Regions from separate parts of the Gossypium hirsutum genome. Here region 1 is linked to region 2. Evidence: chromatin contacts called from public Hi-C data. All regions are on one chromosome and are shown on one strand. The core of a region is the stretch at or near the end of the contact, and the rest is flanking DNA. Distances in the headings are between cores, read along the strand shown.

What was found. A called contact is a pair of places that touch in the nucleus more often than the background predicts.
Region 1: a Hi-C map of leaf shows a contact between it and region 2, with 1.7 times the contacts expected there. The contact joins the enhancer-like site here to the promoter of LOC107915533 in region 2. A contact is called at or near these places in 8 of 34 Hi-C or Micro-C datasets (anther, hypocotyl, leaf and 2 more).

Annotation. Positions count from the first base shown.
Region 1 is chrD10:56,415,346-56,421,839 of Gossypium_hirsutum_v2.1, reverse strand. No RefSeq gene overlaps it. Among protein-coding and RNA genes, the nearest start is that of TRNAN-GUU, 6.0 kb to the left of the region's middle. Within about 2 kb of position 3,144, at least 1 of the 9 cell types and tissues checked has an H3K27ac peak or open chromatin away from gene starts, as enhancers often do. A contact at or near this core is called in leaf, where this site is marked.
Region 2 is chrD10:56,275,925-56,282,774 of Gossypium_hirsutum_v2.1, reverse strand. It overlaps LOC107915533 (aspartyl protease AED3), which reads right to left and starts at 5,015. Exons shown (of 3, transcript XM_041103356.1): 1 at 4,424-5,015; 2 at 3,772-4,246; 3 at 3,132-3,682. The coding sequence starts at 4,981. The coding sequence ends at 3,342. LOC107915154 (a long non-coding RNA gene) reads left to right here. Exons shown (of 2, transcript XR_001689208.2): 2 at 1-949.

The DNA of each region.
Region 1 (6,494 bases), core at 1,895-4,394, 140 kb before region 2:
TATATCAATATGACAGATCACGATACAAGAATTTATGCATAAGTCCATAAGGGAGAAACCCATGGTACCTCTTGTAAAAGCCTATCAAGACAATAAACATGTGAGGTTGTATGTTGCCTTTGTGGTGTATTCTATATGTTACCTTCGTGGAATATTTCGTTTGGCCCTCGTGTTGTACTATACTAAGTTTGTATGGTAGAATGTTGATTATTCATTCTTTTGGCAAGTTCTAGATAAATTATGAATGTTCTATAATAGATATTGCTATGATAGAGTTAAGATACATTCGAAGCTGGTTTGTTGAATTAAATATGTGATATAATCGAATAAGTCTTAAAGCATTTGTATGTACAATAATATTCGCCACGGTAATCTTTTGGTTTTGAAATTGGGTGTATTCATAGATATTAAAGACATAAGAATCTATCAAAATGAGTTGTCTGCGTTATATAGAGCTAGAGTTTGAGTTTTTGGTATCCGCCATATTTGAGTTGTATCATGTTTTCTTCTGAAATCACAAGGAGTCTGAGTTATTGGTATCCTGAGTAGATTCATCTAAATGGTTTGTATAGTTCATTATTAGTGTAAGCTTGTAGGGTATCAAACAAGAAAATAATTTAGTATATTGGTGATATTAAATTTTGCATAAGTATCTGCTAACGATTTGTATTTTTGAATACACGTCCTGAAATAAGTGTATGTGTGAAGAGATAGTTTGTACGAAGTGGGCTTGGAAGGCATATATCTTTGAAAAGAACTCTCATGGTTTTAAGAGAAAGAAGAGATTAATGAAATGTCTGGAAAGAACTTAAGACAGTCAGGAAGTTATGAGAGAACTAATGCGCTAAGAGTATGATAGTTGGAGAGTAAGTGTTAGCCTGAAATTGTGATAGTATTCGCCGAAACAGAAGTAAGAAGTTAAGAATGGTAGTTGGTGCACAAATGTTCACTTGATATTATAAAAGTATCCACCAAAATGTTCTATTTTAATTCTCACCAAGTTCTCCTGAACTTAAAAGTGTTACATTTATGTTTCAAGTAGTTTGGTGAGAGAGCAGGCCAGGAGTGATGATGCCAGGATTACGCCAAGGTAGCAACAAACCGGGTTCAAAAAATGATGTTTCGAAATCGCATTTTTTTATACTGCCCAGAACTGGGTCATTACAATTTGAGCTATATTGTTTCAAATTTTACTTAAATAGTCATTTTGCATAACAATTGTTTCTTGGTACTTTGTAAATGTGCTTTTTCCTTGTTTTAATATGTTAAATTTGATGGTTTAAGTGTTATAGCATGTTATGTACGTTTGGTATATGTAACTAAAGGTGTTGGAATGTGTTAATAATTGAAAATTGCATTTTCAGGCATAAGTATTGGAAACTCAAGCTTAGGAATCAGTATCTCTTAGGTTGGGTATTAATACATAGACTCAAAGTGTTGATACTTTCGAAGTTAATAGCGAAGCTTTCAAAAAAGGGGGAGGCAAGTACTGATACCTAACCCCGAGCATCGATACTCGATGTCAAGCATCAATACATGGTTCCCCTAGCACTAATACATGTGCTCAAGTATCAATACAAGCCTTTGGAGTATCAATACTTCAAACCATCAAAGCTGATTTTTTAAAATTTAGCCAATGCATCGATACCCACAACCTGTGCATTGATACTTGGGTTACAAGTTACGTAATTGAGCCTCAAATGATATTTTAAAACCTTTTTAACCTCGTTTTCATCCGTAATTACATACGAATTCTTGAAATTATAAGGTTTTGTAAAGGATAAGAGGAAGGAATAAAAAATTAATTGATAATAGGCCCTATTTTTGCATGTAGAAAGTGAACTAAGATATTTTATCAAAAAAAAAAAGAAAGAAAAGAAAGTTAACTAAGATAAGATCAGTTATTCAAATAACAACAAAAGATGATAAAATTAAAAAAAATATAAATTCAAATTTTAAAAAGAGATAAAAACTAACAAAGGAAGACTTGGTCAAGCTCTATCATTAATATGCCCCCTCAAGTTTGGGGGTTGTGGAACAACACCTAACTTGGAAAGTTGATGAACAAAGGCAAGTTTGGGTAAGGTTGATTGACATTGAAAGTTTTCCAGTCAATGTGATCTTAGATAAAGTGAAGATCGGTTACGATGTGCTTCATATTTCTATGCATAACAAGTTGTTGACAATAATATGTGGGCCCAAATTATTAGAAAAAAATTGAATAGTGCGAGAAAAAGGGACTTGAAGTTCTTGCAAAAGATGAAACACCCAAAATGTTTTAGTAGCAGCAACCCTATATTCAACTTCAGTCGAGGACCTGACTATAGTTGGTTGTTTTTCCAGCAATCAACTAATAGAAGTGTGCCTAAAGAAAAGAATATACCCAATGGTGGAAGCACAATTTGTTGGGTCCCTAGCCCAATCTGCATCTGCATATATGCTAAAAATGGTTTAAAATTGGCAATTGATTCATAGGCCATAATTTATAGTGTTTTTCAAGTATAAGAGAATTCGTTTGATTGCTGTCCATTGAGTTTCTGTAAAAAAAATCCGGTGTTTACTTCAAATAAATAAGGAAAATAATGATTTGAATGTTTCAAAATTTAATTTTAAACCGAAAAAATCAAAATTTAGAGGTAAAAAATGATCTTTTTTGACGAAAAATGCGCCAAACCGCCTTCGGCTATTTGTCAACGAGTACATCTCGAAAAGTTATTCGAAATAAAAAAAAACGTCTCAATCGGACAACCGAGCGAAAAGTTATGGCTTTTCAAAGTTTTCCAAGCTAAAAAACATAAACTGTTCATCCCACGTCAGCAAATCGCGTCCTAGAGGGAGCAATTTGCTTCCACGTCAGCAAATCGCGTCCTAGAGGGAGCAATTTGCTTCCACGTTAGCAACTCACGCTGACATGGACGCGATTTCCTAGCGCGTACCCTGACATCGCGCTGACGTAGACGCGATTTTGCGGAAAATAGACCATTCCGGTAAATAATTAAATAATTGGCCCATTTCAGTAATTTTTAAAAAAAAAGGGCTTTTATTGGTAAATTGCCCTTTTGTTTTCCTTTAGCATTGGGTTGGGTCAGTTTTGATATTGGGTCGAGTTGGGTTTCAAATTAAACCATAAAAGTACATGTGAAACGCTAGAAGGAGGGCTTGAACCTCCGACCTTATGGTTAACAGCCACACACTCTAACCAACTGAGCTATTACAGCAACTTGCCAATTCTTCCATGTGTAGTATATTTACCGGCTTTTCTTGTTTTAGAATTCTGTGCAACCCACTTTAATTCAACAACGCTAGTTGTATATATGGTAAACAATATTATTGCAATAATTAGTATATCTTTGCTAGCAAATTTTTTTGAAATTTTTTATTATATTACTAAATTATTTTTTTATATATTAATTTCATCTTAATATTTAATTTATGATTATCGTTTTAGATTAATTGTCACTTAACTAGTGTTACAGTTATATGCCAAGTAAAAGTAAATTGAGCTTTATAAATATTTTAACACTTTCAAGTGGAATTTAAAATAAGCTAGGAAAACAAAATCCTTTCTGGTATTATTTATTAGGTTCCCTTGCTAACGTTAAAAAGACACTAGAATGTGATGGAAAATCAATTTAATCAAACATGAGGTTGTTTTGAGTTATTTATATTTTATTTTTATTCACTTTTTACTATTTTAATTTTTAAATATCATGGAACTAAAATTCAAGCTTTGATGTTTAATTATGTTGTGCTAAAATTCAAGAACCAATTTTGATTGAAGATGGCGACAAGGATGATAGATCGAAGAAAACATCAAGAAAGAGGATGATGACGAGGAGAATAGATTAAAGAAGAAGATCAAGATTGAGAACATTTAAATATGTTTATTAGATTTCATTTTAATTTTTTTGGGAAGTTGAATTTCGGTTTGTTTATATATAATTTAATTTTAATTATCTTTATTTGTCTTTAGTTAATTTTTTATTATGTATTAAAAAATATATTTTACATATGAAATGTTAAAAATTATTTTTTTGAAGTGGATTTCAAAAATTAAAACTAATATTTTTTACATTAAATTTAAATTTAATACTTAATTTGATAACTATTAATACATTAAAATCACAATGTTGAATTATACTTTTATATTCATCTTGAATTACATTTCATTGTAATTTAAATTATTCAAATATCTGAAATCTATGTGTTGGCTGATGGTCAAGGGTTTACTGTCCCAAGTGTGATTTTAGTTTGAGTCGTGTTAGTCGCGTTGCGATTAGGACTTTTCCCTCTTCTTTTAATTCAAAAAAAAAATCATATATTTAAAGAAGAAAAGTTTTATTATTTTATATTATTTCTTCCTTAAACATGGAAAATGTTTTTATTATTACATTAAAACTAAACTTTTGAATAGATAAATTTTGATAAATATTAAATTATATTTTAAATTAATGTTGAATTATGTGATTTAAACTATTATTTATTCTATTATATTGAAACTAAATATATATTTTTAAAAGAACAGTCTAATAATATTGAATTACACTTCATATTTAACTTGAATTACGTTTTATTCTAATTTAAACTATTCAAATTTGTACTTAAAAAATACCATTTTCAATTTAGATTACTTAAACATAAGAATTTATTATTGTTATTACATTAAAATTGTTTGAATAGATAAAATCGAATAAACATTTATGTGTTTAAATTATTTTTTTACTTGATCTAGTTTTTATTATAATATTATACATATTTCATGTATTATTATTAATTAGTTTCAAAGCATATGTTTCATTATTTGTTATATGTTGTTTTTAAATACACTTTTAAGTTCTAAATATATGGTTTCCACACGCATAGGCATGTAATAGAATTTCTAATAGATATATAAACACTTTACTTAGTTGGTGTCACCCTTAATCAGATCAGCAACTCGATTATGAAATTATAGGAATACATTTTCTTTTAAATTATAATTAATATTATTATCATGACACTTCAATCTTTTTCTATTTATATAATTTTTAAATAGAAGAATTAAAAGTTAAAAAACAAAAAGTTGAACATGTGTTTAATGGTATTAAAATTCAAATTTATTACCACTCTAGCTATATACATTATTATTGAATAAATTTTAAAAGTTAATACGTATATTTAAGCACTTTACTGAGTTCGTGTCACCTTTAATCAAGTCACCAATTCAATTATGAAATTACATAAATATTCTTCTTTTAACTTATAATTAATATTATTATTACATTTTTTTCTTTCATACTTTTATATCATCTTTCATGGCGAGAACCTGATCCCTAAGGAGAATTATGTTGAGAACTCTACAGCCAATGGTGGAGGCTACGACAACAGGGACAACGTGGTAACACAAGCAATGCTAAGGGTTCTACTTGCTGGAGCCCAAACTATATCGGGGAGCCATGGATCTGTTACGGAGAGGCTCCGATCGAATGGGGATGAAATGTTCAGAGCCGTTGCTGGAATGAGTTCAGAGCTGTTGTTGGAATGAGTCCCACTGTGGTTGAGTACTGGATGGAGTAGACAGAGAGGATTCTAGAGGACTTAGATTGTACTTCGGAGCAGATGTTGAAGGGCACTATGTCATTGCTTAATGAATAGGCTTATTGTTTGTGGTAGTCTGTGGTACGAGATACACAGGCTAAACGTATAAACTGGGAATACTTCCAAGAGGCCTTCTAGAAAAAAGTAAGTGGGTACTAGGTATGTGGAGGCTCGCAGGCTTGAGTTCATCGAGCTAAAACAAGGAGATACAATCGTGGTAGAATATGAGGCTCAACCACTATGCTCAAGGTATGGTTGCCACAGAGCAAGATAAATGTGTAAGGTTCGAGAACGAGTTGCAATTCAACCTCAAAATTCAGGCTTCTCCACACCAGGAACAGGTGTTTGAGTCCATGGTGGGGAAGATCAAGATCGTATAGGAAATTAAGTTGGTGGAATGTGAGAAACAGGAGAAAAGTCAGGTCCCATTTAAGAGAGATTCGAGTTCCACTAGTTCAAACTCTCGTCCCATAAAACAAGCCAGAGAGTGTAAACTGGATAAGGGTTGCTTTGGCTAATTCTAGAAATAGGACTGTAACACCCCTAACCAGTATATGTCGCTAGATTAGGGTTACGAAGCATTACCGTACAATTAGAAACAATTAATCTTAATATCATTCAATAATATAATTTCATCATAAACCAATCATGTACATACATATCGTCCCTAAATTAAGCCCTCGAGGCCCTAAAAATATCTTAGAAGTAAATCGAGACCAATTTGAAACCATTTGGAAAACTTGAGAAAAACATGCAAAATTTGCAAAATAGGGGTCATATGGCACTTAAAAATGACCAAAATGACATACTTTGGCAAAACATTTCAAATTACCAAATCAATATAAACTTCAAAACATAAATATCCAAATTATCATTACATAACGTCTTATACATGTCGTTATAAACCTTGGCCAAAA
Region 2 (6,850 bases), core at 3,766-6,265:
TTTCTACCCACATTCTTGATTGCAAGCTCTAGGTAATTGTTAGGGGTTTCTGCATATTTGCATTAGTATTTTATTTTTTATTTTTTTCAATTGCTGAGGTTCGACGAATGAAGTAGGATTGAGATGTAAACTTGAGGAATTAAAAATTGGTAATTTTTTAGCTTCAACTGGCTTTACTGTGTTAAATGGAGCATTTCATTTTATGAAACTGGATTTTGTTCATTTCAATCTTGGCTTGGATTTAAAATTGGGGAATATTTTGAAAGTTAACTGCAGATGAGATGGATGGGAATATTATGTGGTGTAAGGGCAGCATACATACATACATACATACATACATACATACATACATACATACATTGAATTCATACATACATTCACATATATGTTTTCCAGTTTTTTATTACTATAATAACATGAGCCATGTATATGTATGTATATACTGTTGGGAGTTGGGACATATGTTCCAAATATAATAGACATGTGATCTCATTTTCTTGTAAATTGTATTTCTCCATGCATTCTTCTTCTATACATTTCAGTTATAATAGCCATGTCTATGTATGTATATACTGTTGGGAGTTGGGACATATGTTCCAAATATAATAGACATGTGATCTCAAACGAATATTCAATTTTTCTTGTAAATTGTATTTCTCCATGCATTCTCCTTCTATACATTTCATTCAATGGATTATTGGGTACTTTTTCTAATTCTGGGTTTCACCCTGCTTCCTTCTCTTTATGGTTCTTGGTTGAATTACTTGCATTTAGTGTATGGATTATTCGTTGGTTTTTTTTATGGAGGGCAGTAAGGTGTTTTAGTCATCCCATAAATTAGGATTACAGAAATTAATTAGCTGAGCCCAACTATCTTTAATCCTCCCCAACATTACAATCAAGCTTAGTAAGATTATGGGAAAACTGATGTCCTAGCTGAAAAGTGTGGTGAAAAACACATGACCCCAAAAGCAAGACCAAGTCCAAAATATCATTAAGTAAACCACTCCACTCCCAAAAACTAGGACTCAAACTATTTGTCTCTGTTACTGCTAACGTATAATCACTTTCCACTACTACATTCGAAGGTCGATATTCAGCTGCTAGCTCCAAGCTAAACAGAATGGCCTTCACCTCTGTATTGAGCACATGATCACAGCATGAAGTTCTTTAGTCTTTATTACCTTAAAAAAATTATCAAGTTTTTGATGAGCTATTGTTGTTTAAAAACTTGAAAATAAATAAATAAATACAAAAAATACAAAGGCAATGTTTTGGTTGTTTCTTTTGATACTTCTTTTTTGTTTTTTGCTTTCAAAAGCAAAAAATTAAAAGTGCTTTTGAAATAGAAAGTACATTAGAATTTTAAAATTCAAGAATAATATAATTATATAATTTTTTTAAGGAAAAAAAGTGTAATTTTAGTTTATATATAGAAAAAGTTAAATTATAATTAATGGTTAGTCACTTTCTCAAATTTAGCAAGTTACTATGATATTAATTTTTAAAATCTTTTGCTTTAAAGCAACTATTTCAGGTATCCTGAAGCTGGTTAAATCCAAACTGCGACTACGATGTGCCATAAGTTTTTATTATGCTTACAGAATAAGATAAAATGGTCATATAATTATGTTCTAGAAAGATAGTCACATGATATAAAAATTGTCCTCGGAACTGAACCTATATTGAAAACACAATGAGCCCTCAATTTAGAAGCTGCATGCTTTGAGCTCCCCTGATCAGTCATAGCTTCTTCAAAGGCAAAATGATGATTGTAGCAAGCATGCATACCTTTTTGTGTTTGTAGTAAAACTGGAAAAAGTTTCCTAGTTCTTCAGCCTACTATGTTTCCCACTGCAATGCTTTAATTGCAACCCTTCATTTTAAAATATTGCTGCAGGCTTTCTTTTGCTTTCGTTTTCAGTTGTATAATTGTTTTCATTTGTCCCTGGTTTACGTCTGGTATTGTATCTACTAATAAATATTTCCTCTCTTTTCCCTTGTTCTTTGCAAGAGAAACTGTTTCAAAGGATTTTGAGGAAATCTGTCAAACAACAGAAAATATTTTGTAGTCATCAAAAAATTATCTTAATATAAAATTAAATATTTTTTTAACAGGAACATTTAGTTTCTCAAAAAATTATTAATGCAATTATAATTAGCTTTTGATATGTATGTTTGCACTTTAGTCATGGTAACTTTTAGTCATATATGTGATCTTATGAAAACCTTGCATCTTTTTTTGTAGTGATCAAATATTTGTGTGGCATAATTTTGTGTAGATGAATCGTAATCAACATCAAAATATAATTGTCGGAGTCCTGGCTTCAGTTTTAGCTTTGGGGGCTCTTTGTATTAAAAAATTAAAAATTAGGAAGGAAATTGCTTCTCACCCTCGTGTGAATCGAGATTATGAAAGAGAAAATCATATTAATAGTATTTTATATAGTGGTGACCAGCATTGTATTGAAGTGATAAGGATGAGACCGATTGCTTTTTTTAATTTGTGTGATATTCTTAGTAGGAATACTTTTATGTGGTGTAATATTAATTATGCACTTGGACAATGTTATTGTTATTATGTGGTGTACTACTAATTATGCATTTAAATAATATTAATTTTTAGTATTAATTGTAGTTTGGAAGCTAATTTATAATTATTCAATCCTTGTTTTTTATTTTTTTATAACACAATTATGTTTTTTATTTTTTTATAACACAATTATAAATAATTTATTTGACTTTGGTTGCTTTCAATTTATGACGGTTAATATTCTAGCTTAATAATTGAGTATTATTATATATTTAATTTGATTTATTTATTTATAAATAAATCATTGCAATATATGTAAAAATAATTTAAAATATATATTTATTAATATGTATATTAAATTCATTAATATATGTAAAAACAACTTTTTCGAAAAATATTTTTAGGAAATCTCCCAAACAACAGAAAATATTTTACACAGATTCATTCAAACACCAAAAAAGTAAATCAATTTCTAGAAATTATTTTACTGGCAAATAAACGGAGTCGTAGTATATAAATTTAGACGTACTAAATACAAAACTAATTTTTTATAACATGATTGAACCAAAATTATGATTGTGTTAAAGCACGATTATAATAATAGAAACAGAATTCGAAAATTTGGATATTAAAACCTAAAAACAAGACATAATAAAAGTAAGGGAAAGCCCGTGACTAGGACCAGCCTCCAGTACAAAGTAATATATAACTACAAAAATTTTACTTTCATTATTAATCAGATATATTCTGCTTTTAATCAACACCAACACTGTTTCCCAAAAGTTAGAAGAAAAAGACCCCACACTTTTTACGAACATCGCTCACGGGCGACCCCCATCCTCGAATTTGGCACATCGAAAACCACCCTATGGTTCTGCTGCTGCATATTGGCGATCACATTCAGCGCTGGTGCCGATGCCATCGCAAGACATGTGATGCTGCCTGCTGTGCTGTGGAGCAGTAGGTTCTCTTGTGGCAGTGTCACGTTCATGCCCGAAAACATAAATGTTATGGTCGGTGCATTGATTGGGACCGAGTAACATGTGTCGAACCCACCCAGAGATGTCACGTTCGCCACCCTTACTCGTCTCCGGAATGCGTCCCGGACAGCTACATAGGCTGGCTCAACTAGCCGGGTGAAGACGGTACCTAAATTGAAATACACTGGTTAAATCAATTCATATCATGCTTTAGTTCAATTCATTTAATTGACTGATCCAATTACGAAGACACGTTACCAGAATCAATAATGGTGCCAGCACCAGTGGAAGGATTGAAAGCAATGGCACTTGGTGGGATATCAACAATCCTTCTTCCAACCCTAATTCCAATCAAATTGACGTAATAAAGTGAGGGCCTCCTAGGGTTCTTAAGCAACGGGGTGTATTTGATCCTCACGGGTTGCCCACTTGGTCCAAGTCTCAATGACCCAGAAAAGTTAGGTGACCTAATGCTAGGCAAGCAATATGAAAATGTTGATTGGTACAAATTTTGGGATTGGGAAAGGAGGGATAATGGGCCCCGGCCCAAGCCCAATACACCTTGTGGTGGCACTGAGCTGCCTGCTGTCTTTTGGAGGCAACCGAAAGTGTAGTTTGGGATTGGGTCGGTGGCTAAGGTTATGGTGTCCTGTGATAGGTTACCGGCTATGGTTGAGCCACCGTAGGTCATGTTGAATGCGCACGCGCTTCCGCCGCAAGTGGGGTTTGGTACCTGAAAAAAGTTATCACATGATGCAAATGTTAAAAAGGTATCCGTTAAAGATGCACCGAAACACCTGTGATGTTTCATATTGTACCGACTTCCTAACTTTATGATGAAATACAATTACTTAACCAGCCAAGCGCGTGGCTAAGCAGGTAGTATATGAAAGCTTGGCAGCTTAATTACCTGCTTGCATTGAGCAGCTTGGCAGCCAAGGGTCTTGAAAGTGGTGGATTTAGCAAAGTCAAAAGCAGTAGAAGAGCAGCCAATGCAGCCAGTGCAAGGCACCCAAGCAGCATCACTGCTTGTATCCATGGCCATAAGCATGGGCTGAGGTGGGGTTCCAATATTGGCCTTCACAATGTAAGTTGGGCTTTGCACAATCTGCCTGCCTGAAGCTATAGGCACCACAGATTTCTTAGCCACCAGGCTGGACAAAAACTGCACCCTGGCTTGGTCCTTGGCTAGCGTTTGCAGCACATCCTCTTCCCATGAGAGTGGTTTTGAGGGTTTGAAGGGTGAGCATGGACTGTAAACATGGAACACTTGCAGGTTTGAGCCATGGTCTTGGATGGCACATTTGGGGTTCAGACCTTGGGCTAAGAAAAAAATGAGGAGAAAAACCAGGGGAAAAAAGTGGGTTTTCATTGTTTTGTATGAATAATTCAAAGTTTTATTTGCTTTGAAGGTTGAGGTGCTGAGACATAGAGTGGGGAGTGAACGTATATATAACTGGGGAAGCATGTTTAAGTGTATACTATGGCAACTTTGCACATTTACCCTGTTAAGATTAAAAGGAATAATTAAAATATAAAAATAATATGAAATAATTACGTCACTGTTGTAGGTGGAGTGATAAAAATTTTATATATAATTTTTTAAAATAATATGATTTATCATAAAAAAAAATTGTATCAACTCATTTACACTTAAATTAAAAATATAAAATAACGTAGATATGATTTAGGAGATTGAGATATTAGTTGAGTGGGTTGTTTTTGGTAACAGACTGTATTCCATGGATCTTTTGTCCAGTTCTACTCAGAAACACCATCTAATTCTCCTACTTTTCTTCTTTCTCTTTTACATTATTTACAACCATATTATGAATTTACATGTTAATTATCTAAATTTGTTTTACCCTCTGAGTTGCACCCTTGTTATTCTAACCATTTGGAGGATGCATTTAAGCTGTGGTGAAGTCATATCAATTTTTTAAGAGGAAATTAAATTGTAATTTTTGCAATAAATAAAATACAATTCCACTATTTTAATAGATTATATCTTTATCATTTTTAAAGAATTAAATTAAATTATTATATTTTAGGGAGGTCAAAGTACAATTTTACCTTTACTAATTTAAAATTTTAAGAATTTTAAAGGGGCCACATAGAAAATTTTTCATTTTAGAGGGGCCTAGTTTTTATTTTTTATTTTTATTTAAGCATTAAAAAAGGTTATAAGTAGAAGTGGGCATTGTATTGAAAAAATTACACGATTTGAGTGAAAAAAATTTATGTATATGTTAAATGAACTTTTAGTTAAAATCGTAAAGTTAAAGGTGTGAGAACTATAGTTTTTTTATTTTTATTATTCACTATACATAAGAATATAAAACGATAAAAATAGTCTAAAAATAATATAATTTATTTTTATTTCTCAAGATTAATCCTCCGTATTCTATAGATGTCAGCCACGAGTTTTAAAGCTGTCCCACACTCAAGACAATAATTGAACCCTCAACTACTTGTTAAAATAGGAGAAATCGTTACCGTCTCACCTAACTCCCATGATTATTTTACAAATATATTTTTAATCATTATTCAAATAAGTTAAAGTAAAGCTTTAATAAAAATATATAATTATATGTAAACCTTAATGGATGGAGAATATCCCAAGTCTTTGAAATGTTTTTGTTGGATAAAAGGCGGGATGTGCAGTGTTGTTGTCAAAGCATTCCCGTATTGGAAAAAGATTATAGTGATTTCCTTTTTAATATTGTCAACTAATCTTACGGCTTTTGAGACTATAAATTCAACATGATATAAAAATTAATTTAATTATGTACCAAAAACTTAATTTTATTCAAACTATGAAATAAAAATGTACTAATGTAGTTCAAATTAAATAATATGAATTTTTAGTATCTCAAACTTTATATAATATTTTGTTGAACGAAAAAATATAATAATAAAATATTTTGAAGAGAAATCTCTATTTACATTAGTCTAAAATTAGACATTTCTATAACTTTTTTGGATGATTGATATTTTAATATTTTGACAGTCATATTTAATGTTTTATTTACGTATACTATGCATGTCAAATTTTGAGTAAAATAAAAATATCTTACTATTTATTTTGTATTATTATATGTTCCACTTTACCTAAAAAACTTAGTCAAGTCAACCTCTTTGACCAGAATAAGACCAAGAGGAGCTCATTCGAAGCACCTCCCCGATACTCTTATCCTTTCCTTATCCCTCATAGAAACTTAAAATCCATCAACTAATGACTTATCCACCTTCAAGCCCAACCTAATACGTAAAAAAAAAAATTAAAAAAAATTATTAATCTTTCACTATGCACTACTCCCTCTAAAGAATTACTACT